Linked DNA regions of Mus musculus: all the other regions are linked to region 1. Evidence: chromatin contacts called from public HiChIP or PLAC-seq and capture Hi-C data. All regions are on one chromosome and are shown on one strand. Each heading gives the region's core, a stretch centred on a gene start, on an enhancer-like site or on the middle of the called end of the contact. The rest is flanking DNA. Distances are from core to core; before and after follow the strand shown. Region 1 overlaps Fam81a (family with sequence similarity 81, member A). Region 2 overlaps Myo1e (myosin IE). Region 3 overlaps Myo1e (myosin IE).

The links. HiChIP or PLAC-seq counts read pairs in DNA pulled down with a chosen protein or histone mark. Capture Hi-C pulls out chosen DNA fragments and counts their contacts.
Region 2: a contact with region 1 is called in an H3K27ac HiChIP or PLAC-seq map of embryonic stem cells, with 3 times the contacts expected there. The contact joins two enhancer-like sites. A contact is called at or near these places in 2 of 15 datasets of contacts at CTCF or cohesin (large pre-B cells and pro-B cells), 7 of 484 Hi-C or Micro-C datasets (B cells, bone marrow-derived macrophages, cerebellum and 2 more) and 12 of 115 datasets of contacts at active chromatin or transcription factors (T-cell acute lymphoblastic leukemia, embryonic basal ganglia, embryonic stem cells and 2 more).
Region 3: a contact with region 1 is called in a capture Hi-C map of embryonic stem cells, with 2.4 times the contacts expected there. The contact joins two enhancer-like sites. A contact is called at or near these places in 3 of 115 datasets of contacts at active chromatin or transcription factors (embryonic basal ganglia, embryonic stem cells and large pre-B cells) and 1 of 9 other capture datasets (embryonic stem cells).

Annotation. Positions count from the first base shown.
Region 1 is chr9:70,085,973-70,089,582 of GRCm38.p6, forward strand. It overlaps Fam81a (family with sequence similarity 81, member A), which reads right to left. Exons shown (of 9, transcript NM_029784.2): 9 at 3,338-3,610. Among named protein-coding and RNA genes, the nearest start is that of Gm39369, 4.7 kb to the left of the region's middle. Within about 2 kb of position 1,544, at least 16 of the 459 cell types and tissues checked have an H3K27ac peak or open chromatin away from gene starts, as enhancers often do. A contact at or near this core is called in embryonic stem cells, where this site is marked.
Region 2 is chr9:70,390,819-70,394,428 of GRCm38.p6, forward strand. The region is part of intron 26 of Myo1e (myosin IE); the gene reads left to right. Among named protein-coding and RNA genes, the nearest start is that of Mir5626, 13 kb to the right of the region's middle. Within about 2 kb of position 1,948, at least 28 of the 459 cell types and tissues checked have an H3K27ac peak or open chromatin away from gene starts, as enhancers often do. A contact at or near this core is called in embryonic stem cells, where this site is marked.
Region 3 is chr9:70,354,810-70,358,419 of GRCm38.p6, forward strand. The region is part of intron 17 of Myo1e (myosin IE); the gene reads left to right. Among named protein-coding and RNA genes, the nearest start is that of Mir5626, 49 kb to the right of the region's middle. Within about 2 kb of position 1,767, at least 15 of the 459 cell types and tissues checked have an H3K27ac peak or open chromatin away from gene starts, as enhancers often do. A contact at or near this core is called in embryonic stem cells, where this site is marked.

The DNA.
Region 1 (3,610 bases), core at 294-2,793:
TAGAATAGACTTGTCTCAAACTACAGAGGTTCCCCTACCTCTGCCTAATTTGTTCTGGGATTATTGTGTGAAGGATGACATAGGAATTTTGATGAAAATTGCGTTGAACCAATAAGTACCTGGCCTTTTAAAAAACGTTTCCTCTTTTTGGGGGCCAGGTTTAGTAGCAAACATTCACTGGTGGTGAGTTTTTGGCAACTTGATACAAACCAGACTCACTTGGGAAGAAAGAAAGTCATCCCATTATCTAAACAGCAGGTCTGTGCAGCATGATTGATGATGGATGTGGGAGGTTCCTGCTTACTGTGGGTAGAGCCACCCCACCCCTCCGCAGAGTTCCCAGGCTGTATAAAAGAGCAAGCGGGGCAAACTGCTGGAAGCAAGCCAGTAAGCAGCACCTCTCCCTTGGGGGTCTCTGCTTCAGTTCCTGTCCTGATTTCCTTGGGCCATGGAGCACGACCTGAGAGTTGTAAGCTGACACAAACCCTTTCCTCACCACCACATCGTTTATGGCCGTGGTGTTTTACCACATCGTTGCTCAGCGTTGTTCAAGCTTGCTTCTGCAGTTCAGGATCATTTGTGTTTCCGTGTGGATTTTGTATTTTTTTCTACTTCTGTTTAGAATAACATAGGAACTTTGATGGAAATTGCGTTGAATCAATAAGCTGTTTTGTAGCACGACTTCTTTCAATTTTTTTTTTTTTTTTTTTTTTTTTTTTTTTTTGGTTTTTCGTGACAGGGTTTCTCTGTATAGCCCTGGCTGTCCTGGAACTCACTTTGTAGACCAGGCTGGCCTCGAACTCAGAAATCCGCCTGCTTCTGCCTCCCAAGTGCTGAAATTAAAGGCATGCACCACCACGCCCGGAGACTTCTTTCAAATCTTAAGTCTGCCAATTCATGAACATGGGAGATCTTTATACCTTCTAGTATCTTCTTTGATGTTCTACCAAAAGGAGTTATATCCCTTATCTTTGGCATAAAAGATATATAGCTACCGAGCTGGAGAGATGGCTCAGCGGTTAAGAGCACTTCCAGAGGACCTGGGTTCAATCCCCAGCACCTACATAGCAGCTCACAACTGTCTGTAACGCCAAGATCTGACAGCCTCACACAGACACACACAAAGGCAAAATACCAGTGCAGATAAAAATAGATAAATTATAATAAATAAATAAGAGACGTGGCCACCTGTGGTGCCTATTAGCATAGCAAACCTCATGCTGGTTTCCAAGCAGCTCTTGGAGTCTTTAGTGTCACAGTCCCTGTTATACATTTCAAAGTTCAGGCTCCCATGCCAGTCCTTCTCACCTCCTCCTGGACCCTCCCTCCCTCCAGTTCATGGCTTCCCTCCCCAGATCCTCTGTTCTCCCTAGAACTCTGCAATTCTTGCTATGCTTTTTCTCTGTGTTCAGCTCCTGCCTCTCACACTCTGTTCTCTCTGGTTCTCTGGTCTCTTACGGTCTTCCCTCTCTCACAGAACCCTGGTCCTGTCCGTTCTACTCCTTTCTCTCTGATCTAGATTTTTCCAGATGCCTGTGGCTGGCCTCATCTCATATCCACAACAAAAGCCTTCCCCTTAGCCGAGCCAAGGAGTGGTCTAGTCATCAGTGTATATAAAACCCATAGTGGGAGGAGACAGCTGGCTCCTGCAGGTTTCCTCTGACCTCTGTATGTGCACTGTGGCACCCCCCACATGCATACAATTATGTGTGTATACACACACGATACATAAAATGTAATTTAAAACAATAACAAGCACAGTGCCTCGCCCCTCTAATCCCAGCCCTTGAGAAATAGAGGCAGGGGGATTAGGGGTGCAAGGGCATTCTCATCCACATAGTGAGTTCAAGGTCAATGTCGGCTATGTGAGAATGTCTTTAAAAAAATAAGCGAAATGAGCAAGGATGGTCAGACAGAGGCTGGGGGTGATGGCCTGTCAGATAGAAAAGCCAGGATGCATAATCGGGTGCTTCCTAGAGTCGGGCTTCCTACTTATGAGCAGTAGGATTTGAGGTAAGTTGTGCCATTTTTCCGTGACTGTAAAATGACGGACAATGGTATATACTAGACACTGTTAAACAAAATGAGTGAGCACACAGAAGCATCTCAGCGAGGGGCTGTGGGGATGGTGGGCAGCTAGCATCACTTGATCTTCCAGAGAGCAGGTGTTTAGTTCCTAGCACGCATGTCAAGTGATTCACCACCATCTGTAACTCCAGCTCCAACGGATCCGATGCCCTCTCCTGACCTCCGTGAGCCAATGTTCACGTATGTATCACACGTGCACACACGTATACTCACGCATACACATATGTACACGCACACACCCAATGGGATTTTAAAAAATTTTTAAAAAGAGCCTCAACACAGACTTAAAAAGGTCCTTGGCACATAGCCATCCAGGAACTGCTCACTGGCGCGACTCCAGAGGCAGCCTCGAGAAAATCAAGCAGTACGTCCCCTAAGGCAGCTGGCCTGCCAAGGTTTTCTTCCCACACTCAAAGATTCTTCGCATTTAAAAGTCCCATGCCACACTTATTTGGAAATTTTATTCTCTTTATTGCAAATCTCTGGTAAAGGAAAAGACAGGGCAGCTGATTCTCCTTTAAACTTTGGCGAGAAGAGTACTCCATTGTCTTCGCAGGATGGCTGGCCTCCCCATAGCACACAGAATCGCTGGGGGTGGGGGGGTGGGGGGGATTCGGGATAGGGCTGTGACACATACTGGTTGGTGCTGGTGACTGCCTCCCAGATGCTCTGACTTAATGGGTCAGGAGGTTGTTTGGTGTCAGTTGCTCTTTAAACTCCCCAAGTGACCCCAAGCAGCCAGGGTGGAGGGTCCCTGCCACAGTGTCTTGTCACATGGTCGGCAACGTCTCGAATACCTGGCGGTATCACCAGCAGCTGTGTCACCTGCTTACATCACCTGCTAGGCCAGGGTCAGCAGGTGTCCCCTGTCTCCTCCTCCCAAGTGTCCTGTGTGCTCACCCTTCCCCCTTAGAGTCCCCAGGGGAGAGAGACACTGAGGAGGTGTGGCCCTGTCCTGAGTGAGATTTGTGCTTAATCACTCGATAAAACATGGCTAGCCGAGCACACAGGGAAAGAAGAAACCACACTGTCTGGTCACGAAGCATCGCTGACTTCTCCTAGGTGGGCAGATCCTCCTGCATGGAGACGAAACGATGTGTGGGGAGATGAAGAAATGCAGGATGGGTACATGTTCCTCACATAACCTCTCATGCATCCAAACTCAAATCAAAGTTTTCAAGGTCCCAAGAGTAGAATATTAGGTACTTTAGCAGCATATCTTACATGGGTCAACAGTAAGAGCCAGGTAGAATCTCAGTGTGGTTTATTCTAGAAATAGAAAATGCTTTTGATTTTCCTGAGTCCTTGCACATGAGAGAGGAAAGGAAAGGATGGGGTGTTGTTCTTGGAACTTTTAAATGCTCCTGTTCTCTCTCTCTCTCTCTCTCTCTCTCTCTCTCTCTCTCTCCCTCTCTCTCTCTGTGCCCTCACTTTAACACAGAAGTGCAAATGGCACAGGCTCAAGTCTTCAATGACTCAAACATGGCAACTGAAAATAAAACGCCTGCAAAGGTGCCGGGAC
Region 2 (3,610 bases), core at 698-3,197, 310 kb after region 1:
ACCATCCGAAATTCCATTTCCAGAGGATCCTAATGCCTTCTTCTGACCTTCAGAGGCATCAGGCACACACACACACACACACACACACACACACAGTACATAGATACATATGCAGACAAAACACCCATACATATAACATTAAGTATTTTTTTTATTACATATAAAGGCAGCAAATAGATGCCCCAGCAGGTAAATGTGCTTGCTGCAATGCCTGATGACCTGGCTTCGGTTCCCAGGACCGCCATGGAGGAATAAGAAAACCAATCCCAGCAAACTGCCCTCTGACCCTCACAAATGCCTGGGCTGGTATCTCCCTCAAAACACTCACACAGAATGCAAAAATTTTCCATTAAGAAAATTACATGTAATCAGATACCAGATTTGTTTGATAGTGTGTAGTTTTATAGCTACATACTAACATATGTGTCTGCAGAGATACGGCAGGTCCACAGATAAAGTAACTTGGACTGTTGACATATCAGCAGGGTTGCAACTTTATTATGAAACTGACATTCTCGGTGTTGTCTCCATTGTCCCAGTGAAGGCTCTGTCTTTATAACACAGTTCTCAATCCTCGAGTGTGTGTGTGTGTGTGTGTGTGTGTGTGTGTGTGTGTGTTGCTGGGGGTGGGGGGTGGGGTGGATATTAGAAATACAAACAACACAAAATAGCAGAGGGGCCAAAATTACCCAAAATTGCACAGACAGTTCAAAACAAATGGAGGGACAGCCTGCTGGTTTTTTTTTTTATTTGATATCTGGATCCAGATGTATTATGTCCATCTCAGTCTGGCCTTGAGCTCACGGAGATGAGATTGTCCTGCCTCAGCCTCCCCAAGTGCTAGAATTACAGGTGTATGCTGTCGAGCCCGGCTCAGAAAAGCATTTTCCAATTTTCATTTTTATCTTTTCATGTGTAAAGATATTTTGCCTGGAGGTGTGTCTGTGCATCGTGTATGTGCCTAGTGTTCTCAAAAGCCAGAAAAAAAGCAGAACTAGCATTACAGTTGTGAGTCACTATGTGGGTGCTGGGAACCAAATCAGGGTTCTCTGCAGGAACAGCGAGTGCTCTTAACTGCTGAGTCATCTCTCCAGCCTAGGAAAGCATTTTCCATGAGGGTGAATTCAGGAAGGGTCTGGTCTCCTGAGCAGCAGGGAGTAATAAAACTAAACAAAAATGCCTAAATTGCAACAGTTGCCAGTTCCTGGGGTTAAATGGCTTCCTTTTTTGTCAACTTGACACAAGCTAGGGTTATCTGGGAAGACAGACCTCAACTGAGAAATTGCTGCTATCAGATTTTCCTTGGAGGCAAGCCTGTGGAGCATTTCCTTACGGACTGATGTCGGCAGGCAGTATACTCCTAGGTGGGTGGGTCCTGAATTGTATGAGAAAGCCAAGTGAGCGAGCTGGTAAGCAGTATTCTTCCATGGTCTTCGCTTGGGTCTTGCCTTGAGTTCCTGCCCTGACTTCCCTTTGTAATAAAGCACAGCCAGAGCAACTTGCTTCTGTCAGTGTTTCATGGCAGCAACGGGCAGCAAACTAGGATACATAGTAAATATACACACCATAGCCAGGTCAGGCTGAGCCACCAGCATGGCTACTCAGAAAGTGTGTGGGACTGGGGAGGGGGACAGAAGGGGACGGGGTGGGGGATGGGATGGGATGAAGCTTGCTTATTTCGTTTGCTAATTTAATTGTAAGTTGGTAAGATTTGGCTTTTAATGACTGTTTCACAAGTCGTTGACACAGTTCCTGAAAGTCTCTGCCATCCGCTCTGCTGAGGACGGAGCCAGCTCTGCTCAGTGGCCCTTCTGCACTGAGTTGGCAGTCACTCTGGCTGGGAGTGGTACCTAAACGACCTCATTAATCAATTTCTGGCAGTGTGTTGAAAGCCATTAGTTCTCCATATTTATTACACAGGATCGCCACCTAGTGACACTAGAGATCGGCTGGGTTCTGGAGGCTTGGGGGCTCTTTCTAGCCTAGCCTGGGTAATGGCAGTTGTGTTGTGACTGGCTGTGCTCTGTGATGCTTCCAGGTCCCTAGACTGCTAAACCCAGGCGTCAGTCAGCTCTTCATCTGCATAGATTCCTTACTGCACACTGAATTCAAGTATAGACCCTGTCTTAAAACCGTAATGAACAATAAAAGAGAGGCAGGTGTTTGAGCAGTTCCCCTGCTTCTTGGGACACGTTCAGCAGCTCCCAGCATACAAGGCCTGGGCCTTTCCAAGGTTCAACTATGCATTGTATAACCCTTGCCCTACCAACTGATTCAAGAGAAGCTTTATGGAGATAGAATCAATCCATTTGAAATGCCCAGTATTATAATTTTAGTGTATTGACAAAGTTGTGCACAATGGCCATAATCTAATTTTAGAATTCTTCCCTCCTCATAAAACCTTCCGACACACAAGGCATAACTTTAATCCCAGCCCTCTGGAGGCAAGTGGATCGAGGCTAGCCTTGTCTACAGAATGAGTTTCAGGGCAGCCAGGGATACATACACACATGAAAAAAAGAAAGAAAGAAAGAAAGAAAGAAAGGAAGAAAGAAAGAAAGAAAGAAAGAAAGAAAGAAAGAAAGAGAAAGAGAGAGAGAAAGAGGAAAAAAAGAAACTTTCCCCTCAACACTGTCCCACCTCACTAACAATCTACGTATCTATGTTGGCTGGTTATAGACATTTTATTTATAAAAACTCATTTATTATTAAGTATTATACTCATGTTATTAATGTGATCATTTTCTTAATTTCATTTTCTTTTTAGTTACACTTACTTATCAGTGTAGTGCATGGAGGGACCACAGCACATGTGTGGCAGTTAGAGAACACCTTTAGGGAATCCGTTCTCTCTTTTTACCATGTGGTGTGGGTCCTGAAGACTAAACTCAGGGCATTAGGCCTCGTGGCAAAGCACCTTCCCCCGCTGAGTCATCTCGCTCACCTCAGTCTCAGCTTTGAGTTTATCTTTGCTAATACTTGGACATAGAACCGATGGTGTGTGACTTTGATGTTGTTTGTTTGTTTGTTTGAAGTTGGTTATTTGAGACAATGTCTCATATAGCCCAGGCTGGCCGAGCCTTAAACTCACTATGTAGCCAAAGATGACCTTGAACTTCTGATCTTCCTGCCTCTACCTCCCCAGTGTTTTATTATGGATGATGGCCATGCACCACTTGGTTTATGCAGTGCTGGGACTTGAGCCCCAGATTTTATACATGCCAGGCATGTGCTCAGTCTACTGAGCCATACTATACCTCGAGCTCCCTAGGTACTGATGATCTTCTATCATCTTGTTGAGCTCCGTTGTGAGCAGCTTTCTAGTGTGTTCCTTGCGTGTGTCCAGGCATGGCTGTTGTCTCATCTTTCACTTCTCTGCACTCTGAACACCACTGATTGTGCTGACTTAGCAGCTGTGGCTCCGAGCCTCCAGCACAGCGCTGTGCAGGCATGGTGAAGGCACACAGCCTTGTTTGCTGCCTCATCTAGTGAGCAGGGGTCCTTACTTCAGCCAGAGCTCACGAAGCAAGGTATCAGTATGGACCAAATGCATCCCGAGCAAGTTCTTCTCGGAGAAGGGAGATGTCTAGTAGATGCTGGGTAGGAAATG
Region 3 (3,610 bases), core at 517-3,016, 270 kb after region 1:
GTATAACAGCGTGTACAGCCATGCTCAGCCTAGCTGATTTTAAACATGTCTTCTGGGAACCAAGCTGTGGCTCTCATGGTTGCAAGGCAAGCACTTTACTATATAAGCCATTTCCCCAGACCAAAAGTGCTATGGTGATGCCAAATCCAGAACTAGACTGGGATTCAGAAGTGTGTCCTGCAACTACCCGTTAGTAACTGATTTGTGTGGGCCACGTTGTCCACATTGCCAGCTTCTGGCTCATTTAAACACAGGGTCAAGGACATAATGTCTACCAGTGAGATCTCTTCCCCATGGTCTGCTCTATCTCTAACATGTACTGATGTGTGAACAGCCCATCCACTCACATGTACAGCTACATGGGCTCGTGCACACCAGAAGGGTGGTGTCATGGGCAACCTCAGAGAAAATGTTGGCAACAGAAGTACTATTATGGGATACCTACTTCCACCCTTTCTCCATTCCAAGCTCTCCCACTTTCCTTACCTCTTTCCAATAAATGAAAGCATTTCACTTGAGCCTGCAGATGGCTCAGTGGTTAAGAGCACATACTATTCTTGAAGAGGACCCAGGTTTGGTTCCCAGCACTCACATCGTGCACTGGGCAACCACCTCTAACTCCAACTCCAGAGATCCAACACCTTTGGCCTCTTTGGGCACCTGCACTCACTTCTTGCATGTGCCCACATTGCACACACACACACACACATGTACACAAAATAAAAAATAATAAATCAAGAAAAATAAAACCTTATTTGTCTTACAAATAAAGTACCACTCCCCAACCTCAAGTAAGTAGCCCTGCTAAATGGTCTTCTTGTAAAGAAACTGTATAGTCGCTTCTCCTTGACCTTCCCCAACATTGATGCTTCCAGCACACGAAGTCCACCTTGATGTGGGCTGGCGTGGTGGCTCAGTCTGTTCAACTGCTTGTCTTGTAAAGATGAAGACCTGAGTTTGATTTCCACTACCTAGGTAGACATTCTGAGCATAGTGGTGTGTGCTTGCAATCCCAGAGCTGGGGAGGCAGACTCAGGTGGATCCCTGGGGCTCGCTGGGCAGCCCACCTAGCATAATTGGTAAGCTCCAAGCCAGTGAGAAACACTGTCTCAAAGGAAGTGGGTGGCATTCCTGAGAACGCCTAAGGTTGATTGGTAGAGGGGTTTGTACAACACCTGCGAGCTCCCCCTCCCTCTTCACCCACCCCTCCCTCCTCTCGGCTTCCTCCCCTCCCCCTCCCCCACTTTTAAACTTGACTCACTGGAATACCAGAAAAAAAAACTATGTTACAATCTTTATAGGATTTCACAGCGGTGCTTTTCACGCTGTGGCCTCCTCTTCCTCCTCCATCTCCTTCTCCTCTTTATCCCCCCTCCCATGAACATCAGCTGAATTTCAGCAAGAACACAGTAAGCAATCACATGTGGTGTAAGAAGGCTCAGGGTGAGAGCGGATGGAAGCTGCTTCACATTTCCAGCGGGGCAGCTCCCCCATCGCTTTAATCACCGATGGCTTTGCTCCCCTGTGAGTTTGGAGGGCTGAGCCCCTGGTGGGGATTACACGCTCAATTGACTTTCTTGGTGGAGAGGGTTACTCACTCCACAAGTTTATGAGGTATGGGGTTTTTCTTTTCCTGTTGAAATGTGGCTTCTGGCGAAGTGGCTGGCCTTGGGTTCTCAGGCTGTTCTCAGCTGTTCTCAGGCTGTGGCCTGCTTGAGTGAGGAATAGTCTGGACAAGTAAGGACAGCCATGGTGGTGACTCCTCCCACAAGGTGTGACTCCTCCCACAGGGCGTGACTCCTCCCACAGGGCGTGATTCCTCCCATAGGGTTCAAATGGTGTCCGAGGGGAACAGCTGGACTGTGGCCATCCAATGCCTACCAACCGTGATGCACCAGAAAAGCAACTTGGGTCTTTGGTGCTTCAAAGTTCTTTTATACCTCACAGGATTTGCTAGATTGTCACACGGCAGAAAAATTATGTAAGGAATTTCCTGAACCTTGATGCCGGGAAATCTAACTTGACTCAGGCCCGAGAGAGGGCTACTTGCACAGTCTGACATTAAGGTGGCACTTTAGATACCGACATCCACACAAAAGCTGGGCCGATTGGTGTCTGTCTATAACCCTAGCATGACAGCGCTGAGGAGGCAGCTCCTAGGGGCTGGCGAGATAGATCGCTTACTGCTCTTTCGGAGGACCAGCGTGCAGTGCCCAGCATTCATGCCGTATGCTCACAGCTGCTCCAGAGGGACCAATAAATAGCAAACTCCAGATTCAATGAGAGACCCTGTCTTAAAACTAAGGTGAATAATAGACCAGGGGCAGCGTCCCAGTATTAACCCCTGGCCTCTTCATCACCATGATGGACAAGTCTAGCTTGTGGGTGCTCTCCCATGTGTCGAGGTTAGAAGAGAACCTGTGGGAGCCTCAGAAATTGAACAGGTCATCAGAATTGCCGGAGGTGCCTTTCTATGCTGAGCCATCCCAGCACATCAGACTTGCCGGAGGTGCCTTTCTATGCTGAGCCATCCCAGCAGCCTGAGAAGAAATGTCTTCACAGAGGGAATATTTGTCCCTGTGTGGTTCAAGGGCCAGGCCTGGGAGTGGTAAATCCATGTGTGATGTGTTCCCTACCTGAGCCTCAGAGAGGAGCCAGTGTTTGTGAAGAGAGCATTGAAAGCAGACATCAGAAGTAGGCACCTCAGCGCTGGAGAGATGAGATAGCTCAGCAGTTATAGCTCTTACTGCCCTTTGCAGAGGACCCAGGTTCAATCACCAACACCCAGCTCTCATGCCCTCTTCTGTCTTCCTCAGGTACTGTATACACACATTGCCCATACATACAAGCAAATTAAAGGTTTTTTAAAAAGAGATAAATGGGCACTTCTGCACTTTTTTCTTATTAGCAAAAAGAATAATGGTGAGTTTGTTATTTAGAGAAAGGAGAAATAAAAGTATTTTTCCAAATAAAATTTTAAGGGTGCCCCTGCTTCTAATCAAGGGAAATGTACACATAAAATATTTTTTTTATCATATAAAGACTGTAAAAAGTTGTTTGTCCTGGGGCTGGAGAGATGGATGTGTGGTCAAAGTAGTTGCTGTGTAAGCAGAAGAACTGGAGTTCAGCTCCCCAAAGCCAGAATAAGTGCCATGTGGCTGTGACAGCTTGTTTGTAATTGCAGCTTAGGAAGGCAGAGACAGGGGATTCCCAAGAGCAAGCTGGCTAGAGAGACTACGCATGTCCACAAGCTCCGGGCTTTAGTAAGAGACATGCACGCGCGCAACACACACACACACACACACACACACACACACACACACACACACGGAAAAAGGAAGAAGAGTTGTCCTGAAAGAGTCTACTCTTATGGCTCAAAGGAAGAACTCTATACTGCAGGCCAGATTTCAAGAAGAGGCATGAAAGCCCAGGTTAGAAATACATGGCTAGAAATGAGCCATCACAACAGACAGTACAGCTTGTTTAAACATCCCTGCTGCAGAGGCGGGCTGGGTCTGCACTGCAAGTGGTCTGAAGCTAGATCCTTGGAAACATGCTAGATCTCCACTATTCCTTCAAACAAACAAACAAAATAGTAGCATCATAGAGA